Linked DNA regions of Mus musculus: region 1 is linked to region 2. The links are chromatin contacts, called in public Hi-C maps. All regions are on one chromosome and are shown on one strand. The core of a region is the stretch at or near the end of the contact, and the rest is flanking DNA. Distances in the headings are between cores, read along the strand shown. Region 1 has its middle 4.4 kb from the start of Gm24851. Region 2 has its middle 51 kb from the start of Gm31026.

Region 1 (5,939 bases), core at 2,386-4,885, 130 kb before region 2:
GTATGGTTATCTTTTCTCTACTATACTTAGAGAACTGAATTTCTCCTGTCAAACATTTATGTTAGCCCATATTGATTTTCTTCTGGTTTTGGAAATAACACTACAATTTCAGTTTAGACATCTCTGACCACTTCCAGTGGGCATGAACCCCCACTGGAGCTGCTGGCTGAAAGAACATCTGATTTTACATAACACAGCTTAGCAGCCATGGTGAGGTAGTATGTCACGTTAGCCATCTCTGTCCTGTAAGGGAAGTACCAAGTACACACCTTTTTTCAACTGTCAGCATTATCTTCTAATTTTCTTCACTGTCGGTTGGATGAAGGATGGTTCCTCATTGAATTATTTTGTCTCTGGTGATTTAGTATTCTAGTTTCTCTCTCTCTCTCTCTTGCTCTCTCTCTCTCTCTCTCTCTCTCTCTATATATATATATATATATATATATATACATATATATGTTTTTTTCCATTTCTTTTGGGCTTGAATATGTTAGCCATCCAAATTCCATTGATATAAATATTCATCAATAAAGTGGTCTCCTTTTCTCATTAAATTGCAAGAGTGTTGCTAACACTGTAACTACCCATATTAAAAAAAAACATTTCCACCTAATTTGAGCAAAATAAGATGAGAATGATAGCTCAAAATTAATGTTATAAATTAGTACTGAGCGCTGGAGAGATGGCTCAGAGGTTAGAGCACTGGCTGCTTTTGCAGAGGATGGAGGCTCACTTCCCAGCACCCACATAGAGGTTCACAACCATCTGTAAGTCCAGTTCCAGGGAACCTGATGCCTTCTGGCTCTGTGTGCAATGCATACACATGTTCAACCAAGCCCAGGCAGAGAAACACACATACAGATAAAAAATAAATCTTTAAAAGTTTGGGATTGCTGGGCAGTGGTGGCGCACATCTTTTAATCCCAGCACTTGGGAGGCAGAGGCAGGTGGATTTCTGAATTTAAGGCCAGCCTGGTCTACAGAGTGAGTTCCAGGACAGCCATGGATACACAGAGAAATCCTGTCTCGAAAACAACAACAACAACAAACAAATAAACAAACAAAGAAAAAAGAAAAGAAAAGAAGAGAAAAGAAAAGAAATGTTTGGGATTGATATGACCACACACAGTTCAAGATACTGTGCCTGTTCCTGGGTGCAAGCATGGCACTGGATGGAAACCATGTGCCCTGGCCACACACAGTGCACCAAGGGAAACATGAAAATCAATAGCTAATCAATGCAACTGTGCCAAGCATAAGACATTTACCTGCTCTGTGGCTCCTCTGAGGAGGTGAGGAGATCCGTGATGTCACTGAATTTCTTGTTCATCTTTGCATACTCTGAACACATAGAACACACATGTACACATGCCCTCTGCTCTAGCATTCTTTTCTCCTGTCTCCAAAAGAGGCTGCTTGGCAGAAGATGGAGGCAGAGGGCCGTGCTGGCCTGCTGGAGCTGTCACATTGCCCATACATAGCATCTGAAATCTGTGTTCTGTTTGTTTGGCCTCCTGCCAGGCTAATGCATAGACACTGTGATGGTTTGAATATGCTTCGCCCAGGGAGTGGTGCCATTTGGAGGTGTGACCCTTTGGGAGTAGGTGTGGACTTGTTGAATGTGTCACAGTGAGCGTGACCTTTAAGACTCTCATCCTAGCTACCTGGAAGCCCGTCTTCTCCTAGCAGCCTTCAGATTGAGATGTAGAACTTTCAGCTCCCTTTGCATCATGCTTGCCTGGATGCTGCCTTGCTCCCACCTTGAACAGAACCTCTGAATATGTAAGCCAGCCCCAATTAAAATGTCCTTTATAAGAGTTACCTTGGTCATGGTGTCTATTCACAACAGTAAAATCCTTACTAAGACAGACATGCAGGCCAGGCTCAGCTGTTAGCTAACCATCCCACATTCCAGTGGCTTGTTTGGTTTATCCAAGACAGTGAAACAAGGACTGAGCCAGCAGGCAGATCAGAAACAATGAAAACAAATGCTCGTTTCAAACTAAATGAAAACTGGAAGTGTCTTCGTTAAATCAAAGTAAGAACAGAAAGTTAAAAATAAAATATTCATTTAATGTTCTGAAGTTTAAAAAACACGTACACTAGACAGAAGCACAGACACTTCTTTTCTAACACTGTCTGCTCTTTAAGGTCAGATTTTTTTTTTCCTTTCATACACACATAAAGTACCGATAGGGGTTACATGACACAAATAACAAAGGCAGCTGCATCTTTGCCCAGCACTTATCTGTGAAGGATGGTGCCACTGTGTTTGAGAATACAGAGTATGGGCTTAGCTGGCAGCCCGTTCCCTCACTAGTCATTCAGATGGGGGGATGCTTGCACGTTAGGAGGTGGGCAGTGTAGACTGCAGAGAACCATAGCAGGGATATGAATGGCCTACTTTGGACAACCACTATGATTATCGTTTGAATGTTAGTGCCTCTTCCACATTTTCTGGAGTGTAGTAGTGTTAAACAAAGCAAAACCATGTCTTTGATGGATAAATGAAAAGGGCGGAAATCTGGTACCTGAAGTTATTACCTTGGTAAAATAGGCTACACAGCGGGGTATAGTAGTGTAGGACTATGATGGCACCCCTTGCAAGGCCGAGTCATGAGGATTAGACCAACATTTCAACCCTTCAACCCCTCGGCTTTCTGCCACAGAAGGACACTCACAGCAAACCGCAGAACCTTCCAGAATGTAATCTGCTAGAATCTGGATGGGTTGTGGACTTACCAGCAAGCAGAACACTGAGGAGTATTTGTTGCTGGTCCTGAGAGACATCTCAGTGGGTAAAGATGCAAGACTGACATGAGCTTGACACCTACACCCCATCCAACACAAGAGCAAAGCTTGCACCAAAACCTTGAGTTTGGTCTTTGAGGTCTCCCTCCATTCTGTCCCCACCCCAGGTTGACACCTGGCACAAGGACAATGTTCTACTTCACTGTATTTTTAACTTTAAATGAACTCATCTAATTATCAAGTTTAGAGCTCAAGGAAGAATGTAATTTGCTCAGAGTGTCTGGAACAAATTACAGTTCCGAGCGAGGCTCCCTGAAGGACTCCGGTGGGACTGCTCCCAAGGGGCTTGTGAGAGTGCTTTATTCAGATCACGGGTAACAAAGTAGCACTGAGAGGCAATTACCTTGTGCCTGGGACCTCCAGACAGGAAGATAGTGATTATTTGGATAGGCAAGCTGGATCTTCATTTTATAAAGGCTTTTTTTTTTTTTTTTCTGCCCAAGCTTTTTTTTCTGCCCATATTTTCTCAAAAGAAAGCTTTTAGAGGCAGATTTTTTTTTTTGTTATGTCTTCTATTTTAAGATGTCTTTAACAAGTGGAGATGGACCTAAAATCGGCTCTGCTACTTCAGCTTTTCATTTACTACGAAGCCTCTATATACCCTAGAAGGTTCTTCCGGCTTACAGTTTGCTCCTTGGAGGATATTTTGGGTGCTTATGATGTTTTGTAATGAAGAGGCTGTTACTTGTTGGGTGGAGTCCTTGCACCTCTGCCGGGTGCTTTATGGTATGGAAAACAGTCCAGAGGAGTGTTTCATTTGAATGCTACAGCTCCGTATAAAAAGCACGAAGCTAAGATACCTCACAAGCGATCACAGCCTCTCACTTCCCGCTCTGTATTCATGGGTTCCGGTGTGCGGCAGGCAGTATCGCAGAGTAGGCGAAGGCAAGGAAGTAAGTAAGGGAGAAATCTGTGGACGAGAGTGACAAGGAGGGAGGGAAGAGCTTTCTGTATTCTCAGGACAGGCAACTTCCTGGGGGTATCACTGGGAAAAGCTGGCTGATGATCCACGAGTGCAAAGTGCCGTGTCGATGCAAGCTCGGAGTGTGATTTTGCTGCTGAGTAGCTGTGTAAACTTGGCAAAAATGTATGGAACTCAGAGATTGTTCTGATGATTAAATATGAATGGAAAACCTAACATAGAGTTTGGCACATTGCAAGAAGCCCATTAAGTATTAGTGTTCGTGTATAGTAGTTCTCTCAGGAAGAAACACACTGTGACCACCATTTTTAGGAGTCTTCATACTTCATACAGAATAGAAGGAGCGATGACCATACCAAAACAAACAAGCAAATAAATAAAGATTATTTAATAATCCAGAAATAAAGTCTTTAATCTATAATCTCATTATTCAATTTACTATCAACTGTAGGGATTTTAAGTTACTTTATAACAAGTTTAGAAAATAACCCTCTATCCAATGGTCTGAAAGGTTTTGTTTTGGTTTTTTAATCACCATTAGCATGATTTTCAAGTATGCTCTAAGTGTCAATTGCTAGGACCACAGATTTTCTTCTGCTCGGCCTGTTGTTATGTATTATATAAATTAATTTTTTTTAAATGTTGAATCATTCTTGTATAGAGAGAATAAAACCTGCCTGGTCACAGTATAGATTTTTAAGAACACATTGGTGGATATGTTTGAATTAATTTTGTTGTGGATTTTTGCGTCTAAGTTCAAAGCGATACTGAAATTTTCTGTGTTCTATTTTCAGAGATGATAACATGAGGGAACAGGAGCGAGGATTAGGGGTGAGGGGACACAGTCAGATGATGAATCCTGGGGAAATCCGCCTGGAGACCAGAATCTGGCCAGTGCATATGCTTATATACAATGTTTGAGCCAATCTCGAATCCCTCAATCCTTGGCCAATTGTAACTCACCACACCTTCCCCATGCTCCAGTGAAGGCCATGCCTGATGAGGTAACTCAGGTGGAGTTGGGGTGGTGGTATCATCACCTGTGAGGACTTCCTGCTAAGACTGAGAAGTGGTCTGCACCCTGCCCTTGGTTCCTTTTTTCTGGCCAACCGGTGTGCTGGGAGCCATTTTAGATCTAAGGCCACATGCAGCAGGCAGATCAGGACTCTTCAAGAGGTCGCAGGAGTCTGTGGCACTTTGCTCTCTGTCCCTATTCCTTCACAAGGTTGTCATTCACACCACCACCACCACCACCACCACCACCGTAAAATCCATTAGGATATGGGCATCTTTATCTTCAAAGAAGTGATGAGTCCAAGATAATTTCTTCAGTTTTTCTAAGAAAGAATAAAAGCTACTTAAACCTCTTGTTGATTCTCCTGTGACCCTTGCACTTGAGCAGATCTGTCCACGTGAGGGGGCGATTCCATGATGGATGGATACTAATGTCTGCCAGAAGTCTCAAGTCCTTTAAGCTACGGAGTATGTCTGTGTGCCTACTTCAGGCACAAACAGCCCTTGAGATATTTATTGGTTACCTTCTCCTCTGCCACAACAAAATGTCTGACAGAAACAACATTTGAGAGTTATTTTGGCTCATGGTTCCAGTGGGTGATTTCAGCAAGGGCGGTTCCATCTATGTTGGCAAAGGTGTGTGGCCGACTTCATCCTAAGGTAGTTAGAGCAGGAAGCAAGGCATGCAGGCTACAAGCAAACAGGCTTAATCTTCTAAGGCTCACTCGTAGTGACTTACTTCTAGCAGTTGGTCCCCGTGTCTCAAACCCTGCACACCTTCCCATACAGTGTCTGTGGATGGAGCATTCAGCCATACAACCTTCTGGTGGACATTTCAAGTTATAGTGAGGGCCCATAGTCACCGTGTCATCTCATTACATTATGAGTGATGGCCTAAAATCTCTGTGGACACCCTGCTGGCTAGCTGCTTTCTCTATAGATCACTCTAGAGGACTCCAACCAAGAGTTAGGTTCCTCATATAAAAATGGAACATAATTGTGGATAGCCCATTCCCACTCTTCAATATACCTTCTAAGTCATGTCCAGATTCTTGGCACTAATAATGTGATAGACATCACTGGCTGGGAAGTAAAGGGTGGAAAGCTGTGCATGTAATTGCTTTTATTTTTTTCAAGCAATATGATCTGTGGTTGGTTAAATTCAGATATACAGGACCTGTGACAGTGAAGC
Region 2 (5,785 bases), core at 1,640-4,139:
AGACACACATAGTCAGACACACACATACACAGAGAGAGAGAGAGAGAGAGACAGACAGACAGACAGACAGACAGAATTTGTCTTCAAAAAGGAACTAAAAACAATAAAAAATAGTTAACAGTTTTGCTAGGTTCAAAGTAAGAGGCACCATAAATGGACACCGCCTTCCCTGGAAGTGATGGTACCAAGTCAAGGGAAATGCTCAGTTGTGTTGGCTTTATCCTCTTCACAAAGAGGACATGTCTCACAGAAACCATGGGAACAAAGATACTGCTGAAATCCCAGCACAGGGAAGAGGATACATAGTTCTGCCTCTTCAGGGCTGAGCACTTCTCAGCTAGAGCAATACCAGGGTCCAGAAAGAGATTAATGTAGAACTAAGTTGAGCAATGTAGTCAACTGGAGAACAGGAGACTTGTACTTAGGATCCAAAAAAGTAATTGTTTTCAATAAATGAAAAATGGAATACATGTGAGATTTAATGCGAGCCCTGTAATCATTAGAAATGCATCCATCTCTCTCCCTTTCTCTCTCTCTCTTTCTCTCTGTATACTCTGTATATATGTGTGTGTGTATATATATATATACTTCTGCTGAAGGCTTCTTTTATTCTAGTCAATGAAATTCATGGATTTTTGCATTTATTACTCACACAGTTATTTTCAGGGCTGATAAATACTCTAGTATCAGTACACTATAGCTTATCTTTTTTCAAAGATCTTTAAGAGAAGTAGTCTTATTTGCACTCATAGTATATGAAAGACCCAGCTACTGTGCATTCTTGCCTGCCTTTGATTTTACTAGTCTGCTTCTTTTTTTTCTCTGTGCCTGGGGTGGGGGAGGGGGTTGAGTAGCCATTCATTTTTAAAAGCAATGGTCTCTGCTTCTTCTGTTGTGAGATGGTCTAATATGGGATTCAACTCACAGGCTCATTAGAAAGACTAAATGAGAAATATCCAGAGCAACGGAGAAGGTGATTTCCACATCCCCAGCAGCCAACATTGTTAAATAAAATACCCACAGGAAGAGCAACCACAAGGAAATAAGTCCTCAGAAGCATGAGGAAAATGTACTACCTGGAGGATAAGTTTCTAATGCATGAACCAAAAGATTCTAGAGGTGAAGATATGGACCACAGGAGGAGCTAATAAGAACCATTCACGCTGCACATGGCAGAATCAAGATAGATGCTTGCCTAAAACGTGAACAATTTAAAGACATTTGATTTTTGTTCTCTGCTGCTACCTACCCAAAAGCCCACATGTTACAGAGCCCAGCTCCAAGGTTAGACTATTAGGAAGTGGTAGAGTTTTGAAAGTTAGGGGTGAGCAGAAAGGTCATTAGGCCACGGGGGGAGGGGAGGGCATGTCCTTGAAGGAGACAGTGGGACCCCAGATGTTTCCCTCCCTAATTTTTTGCTTCATGTTCGTAAGGCTCATGGCCTTTGCCCTACTCCACTTCCTACCATGATATATTGCATCTAGATGTGCCCCAAAGCATGGGAACCAACTGATTATGGCCAGAACCTCCAAAACTATGATCAGAATTACATATTTTCCCTTACTGCTAATTGTCAGGTGTCTGTGTCAAGCACTGTAAAGTTGACTGACTTATGCTCTCATCAGAGGTGGTGCATTGGTTAAAGTTAGCTAGGACCGAGGCCAGCAAGATGACATGGTTCATAAAGGCAATTGATGAAGAAGTCTAGCAGTGTGGTTCACCTCTGGTGGAAGGAGGGAACAGATTCCACAAAGCTGTTCTCTGGCATGTGCCATGGTACCTTACACAGAAAAATAATAATGGACAATAATTTAAATTACCAAGATGGAAATATACTTTTAAAATGTTTGTGATAAAATACATTCTTTTATTTATCAGTAAGACATTTTCAAATATGATATATATTTTTTTAAAAAGCAAGCAAGCAAATGCCATGTATAAAATGGGATCCATTATGAATGTGGAATGTGCAGAAGTCAATGTATCTTTGATGGCATTCCAGTCTCTAAGGCCTGGACAATCTCTGCACAAGCATCCTGCCCATTGGGGCAGGTTCTTCCCACAGTAAATCATTGGTAAGAACTCTCCTAAGACTTCTGTCTATGCCTTATGGAATTCCTAGGCCCTGTTCTTGACTTCCATTATCAGCATTGCTAGCCTAAGGGAGCTGATGGGCTTGGTACCAGGGCTTAAGTGCAAACTCTTTGAACAGATTGAAACAATAGAGCTTAATCATTTTTTTTAAATAATCAATCAAGCAAGATTCTTCTACACTTATCAGCCCTGTTTTACTAAGAATTAAGGAGAAAATGGCTGAGTTTACTGTTATAACAGCAACATCATAAAAATTAGTAATATCTTCAACTGCACTTATAAAATTATGATGTTGACAATTGTAATCATATACATGCACTTCTAATCGAGGAACTGAATGTCCTTCCTTTTGATAATTAGCTTTAAGTGAGGTAGCAGAACAGAGTGTTTGTAGAAGGGGATGAAGGAGATTCAAGTTTTATCTGAGAAACAGGAGGTGGAGGCATTGGCAGGCTCAGTTTGGCCAGAAAACAGCAAGGCAACAGCTGTCATTTCCTCTGCTAAGAACTAGAGCTAGATCCAAAGCCAGTCCAGTTGGGGAAGGAGATGCTAGCTGAACGAAGGGGGACCAGAGCCCCTTCTCCTTCCCCATCTCTTCCTCCGGAGTTCCATTTCTGCATTACCTTTGCACGTTTCAAGTTGCTGCGATGTTTACCTTCTTGTCTGTTATTCTGAATGTGAGCTGGAGCAGGGAGGGCGTGTCTGGCTTCTGTGCACATCCCCCACCATCGCCAGGGCCAGGTGCAAATGCTTGAGAGACGTGTGTTAAATCAAGTGGAAAGCATTCTGAGAAATAGAGACGCATCCAAATGTGGCTGGATGTGTTTACAGGGGCTGTACCCAGTTCCTGGAGACCATCACACAGGCTGAAGGCAGACACCGTGGGCAGCACTGGGGAGCTTGTTTCCAGCTCTAGCTGGGGGCAGCTCAGCAACTGTCAGTTCTGTGAGGCGTGAGGGTTTTGGGTAGGATTTGCAGTATAATTCTGAGTTCTTCCTAAGTGGATACAATTTCAATGGTGCGTTAGATTTTTTTTTCTTTTTTTAAATCAGAAAAACAAAAACATCTTGGGAACATTAGTAGAGACTCTTGCAGGAAGGTCCAAGTCTGTGACTAACTTGCCACATGAAATACATAATGTCCTGGAGGTAATATTAAGTGAATCACTCGTTTTATTTTTCTAGAATGTCAGTTTGTGCTATTTTTCTTAAAACCATATGTCATTATGAGAAAATATCAGACCTCACATTTAAGGCTCTTTCAGTATTGAATAGGATTTTTAAAAAAAATTTTTTTTTTATGATCAAGACCATAATATTAATCCCCACTGCTTAGAATGTTTGTGTGAGAACTAGAAATGACGGCTAAATGTACCCGTCCACACTGGAAGGACCAAACCCTTCTAATCCTACATTCAGGACATTTTCAGACGTAGTGGGAGGAGTCTTGTGATTTAACACCAAACTTCTTCATATTTTCATTTTAATTATGTTTGCACATATTAGCTTCTGTTGGTTAAAAATCTGTTTTTGAAATATATTCCTCACATGAATTTCCTGTATATGTAAAATCATGCCTTGTTTTTTTTTATGCAGATAATTTCAATCATCTGTATGTTTCTTTAACCTTTTTCCATCTCTTAAAATGTAGTTTATTTTCTAGCTGTTCATGATTTTGCCCCAGGGCGCTGGGTCAGTGTGTCTTAAATACTTACGTTTTGGACAAACTACCCGTGAGGAAACTAATCAAGTTATGGATATAACGCATATGAAGAAGAACAGCCGCACTGGCAGTTTCAATATAGGCTCCATCTCACGGAGTGGCCTGAAGGGGAAATAAATAAATAGATCAATAAATAAAAATGAGTAAGTGGTTGGTTACTCCCAGAACATTTTTGCTAATATTGTACCATTAGAGCTTTCAGGTAAATCACTGTTATAGGCCACTGGATATTTATTTTATTTTACTTATTTTAATTTTTGGCACTCTTTATCTTATTGGGCTTTTTGTTTTTTATTTTTTATTTGTGTGTGTGTGTGTGTGTGTGTGTGTGTGTGTGAGAGAGAGAGAGAGAGAGAGAGAGAGAGAGAGAGAGAGGACATGAAGTTGGGTAGGTAGGGAGGTGAGGAAGATCTAGGAGGAGTTGGGAGAAAGGAAGTGATATAATCAAACATATTATATGAAAATATGATTTTCAACAAAAGATCTATAAGTAAAAACCTTTGAAAGGAGTGATTTTCAAAATGTACTAGGAATTAGTTACATAACCACATACATTCATGATGGAATCTGAAGATATCAAGACTGTTTAATCATAGATAATTATTTGCTATGGGAGATTACAAGTAATTTTTAAATCTCAGATAAAAAAGGCCAATAGATTTAATCAAGACTTTCTTTGTCCTTTTCATTTGAACAAGTAAATTCACTTTAATTTTTAAAAAGTGCAATACTGCCTAGTTAGTGGCATATGGGAAATTTACACTCATTTTGGTGGGTGTAACTTTTCTCTACTATGCATTTTACAAAGTAAAAGTCTCTCCTATTTTGATGCTCTCTCCTAAAAATGCTGTTCTGTGTTCCAAGTTGGTTCTTTCAGACACAGTGGCTGGTAAGCTATCTATAGGATTTCTGGTTCCATGTGTTGGTTGACGCTAATTGAAGAGTGCTTACAACATTTTATAATTCAAAGTAGAAGAGTCTGGATACTCTAAGTTTGAGAAGAACATTCTGACTTGGGTCTTGTATATGCACAATTACTAATAATGTTTTCATTTTATTTCCAGTGCATCCCAACTAAATGATAATCTCAATGGCTGTGTCATTTACAGGCCACCAACAGAATTCAAATCATCCCAGCACCAGGTTGCTTTGCACAGTATGACAGAACAGCTGATCCACTGACAACTTGAATGAACTAATTCTCCTGTGAGCGCTATCTCCAGTTGTGGTGTGGAGGTGTCTCCAGAGAGCATCAGCTAAGGGGGCCTGACAGAACAACAGATGAAACAGGAAACCAGCTGTGTGTCTGAGGCCTCTTGCTCTACTCGGCCATGAAGGAGTTGGGTATTTTGTCACAGTGATGAGAAAACCAACTGATCCCCATGTCATGGGTCCCGGCTACTGAGACTACCCCTCGGTCTAGCTGCACAAGCCTCCCATGGTGACTGGCTGGACTCTCAGGACTTGCGCATGGCTTGCTGGTTCAGAATGACATTTCAGCAAGATCTCAAGAGGCTTCATGTCTACAAAACCCAAGGAAACTACTCTAGAAAACCACACTGTCCTGACAGTTGTTTCAGGGTGTTAAGACTGGTTGGAAAATATTATAACATCTTTCTAAAAGTGAAAGTCTTCCCATGTTACAAAATATTTTGTGATCCAGAGAAAAAACATCAACCTCTTATGTTAATTAATCATTGTTTAAAAATTCAAATATATCCTTATTTTATAATACAGATAGTATAATTGTACATTTAACATGTAATCACACTTTTCTCTAATATCATTTTCATAAATTTTAACTTTCACTTGTGTTGAAACCAAACATCATTTGTGTTTACACATTTAAAGCATAAATAATTTTGAATGTATTCATTTTTTGAAATCTATGAAGTCCATGATATATGAAAATAACCAACTATCAACATGTATATTTTTGTTCTCTAATTGACAGGTGTGCCGAAAAATT

Evidence for each region. A called contact is a pair of places that touch in the nucleus more often than the background predicts.
Region 1: a contact with region 2 is called in a Hi-C map of cerebral cortex, with 2.2 times the contacts expected there. The contact joins two enhancer-like sites. A contact is called at or near these places in 3 of 39 promoter capture datasets (the C10 cell line, hippocampal neurons and pre-B cells), 1 of 15 datasets of contacts at CTCF or cohesin (large pre-B cells), 2 of 484 Hi-C or Micro-C datasets (B cells and cerebral cortex) and 1 of 9 other capture datasets (embryonic stem cells).

What each region holds. Positions count from the first base shown.
Region 1 is chr3:53,844,831-53,850,769 of GRCm38.p6, forward strand. No RefSeq gene overlaps it. Among named protein-coding and RNA genes, the nearest start is that of Gm24851, 4.4 kb to the left of the region's middle. Within about 2 kb of position 3,636, at least 8 of the 459 cell types and tissues checked have an H3K27ac peak or open chromatin away from gene starts, as enhancers often do. A contact at or near this core is called in cerebral cortex, where this site is marked.
Region 2 is chr3:53,972,467-53,978,251 of GRCm38.p6, forward strand. No RefSeq gene overlaps it. Among named protein-coding and RNA genes, the nearest start is that of Gm31026, 51 kb to the left of the region's middle. Within about 2 kb of position 2,890, at least 36 of the 459 cell types and tissues checked have an H3K27ac peak or open chromatin away from gene starts, as enhancers often do. A contact at or near this core is called in cerebral cortex, where this site is marked.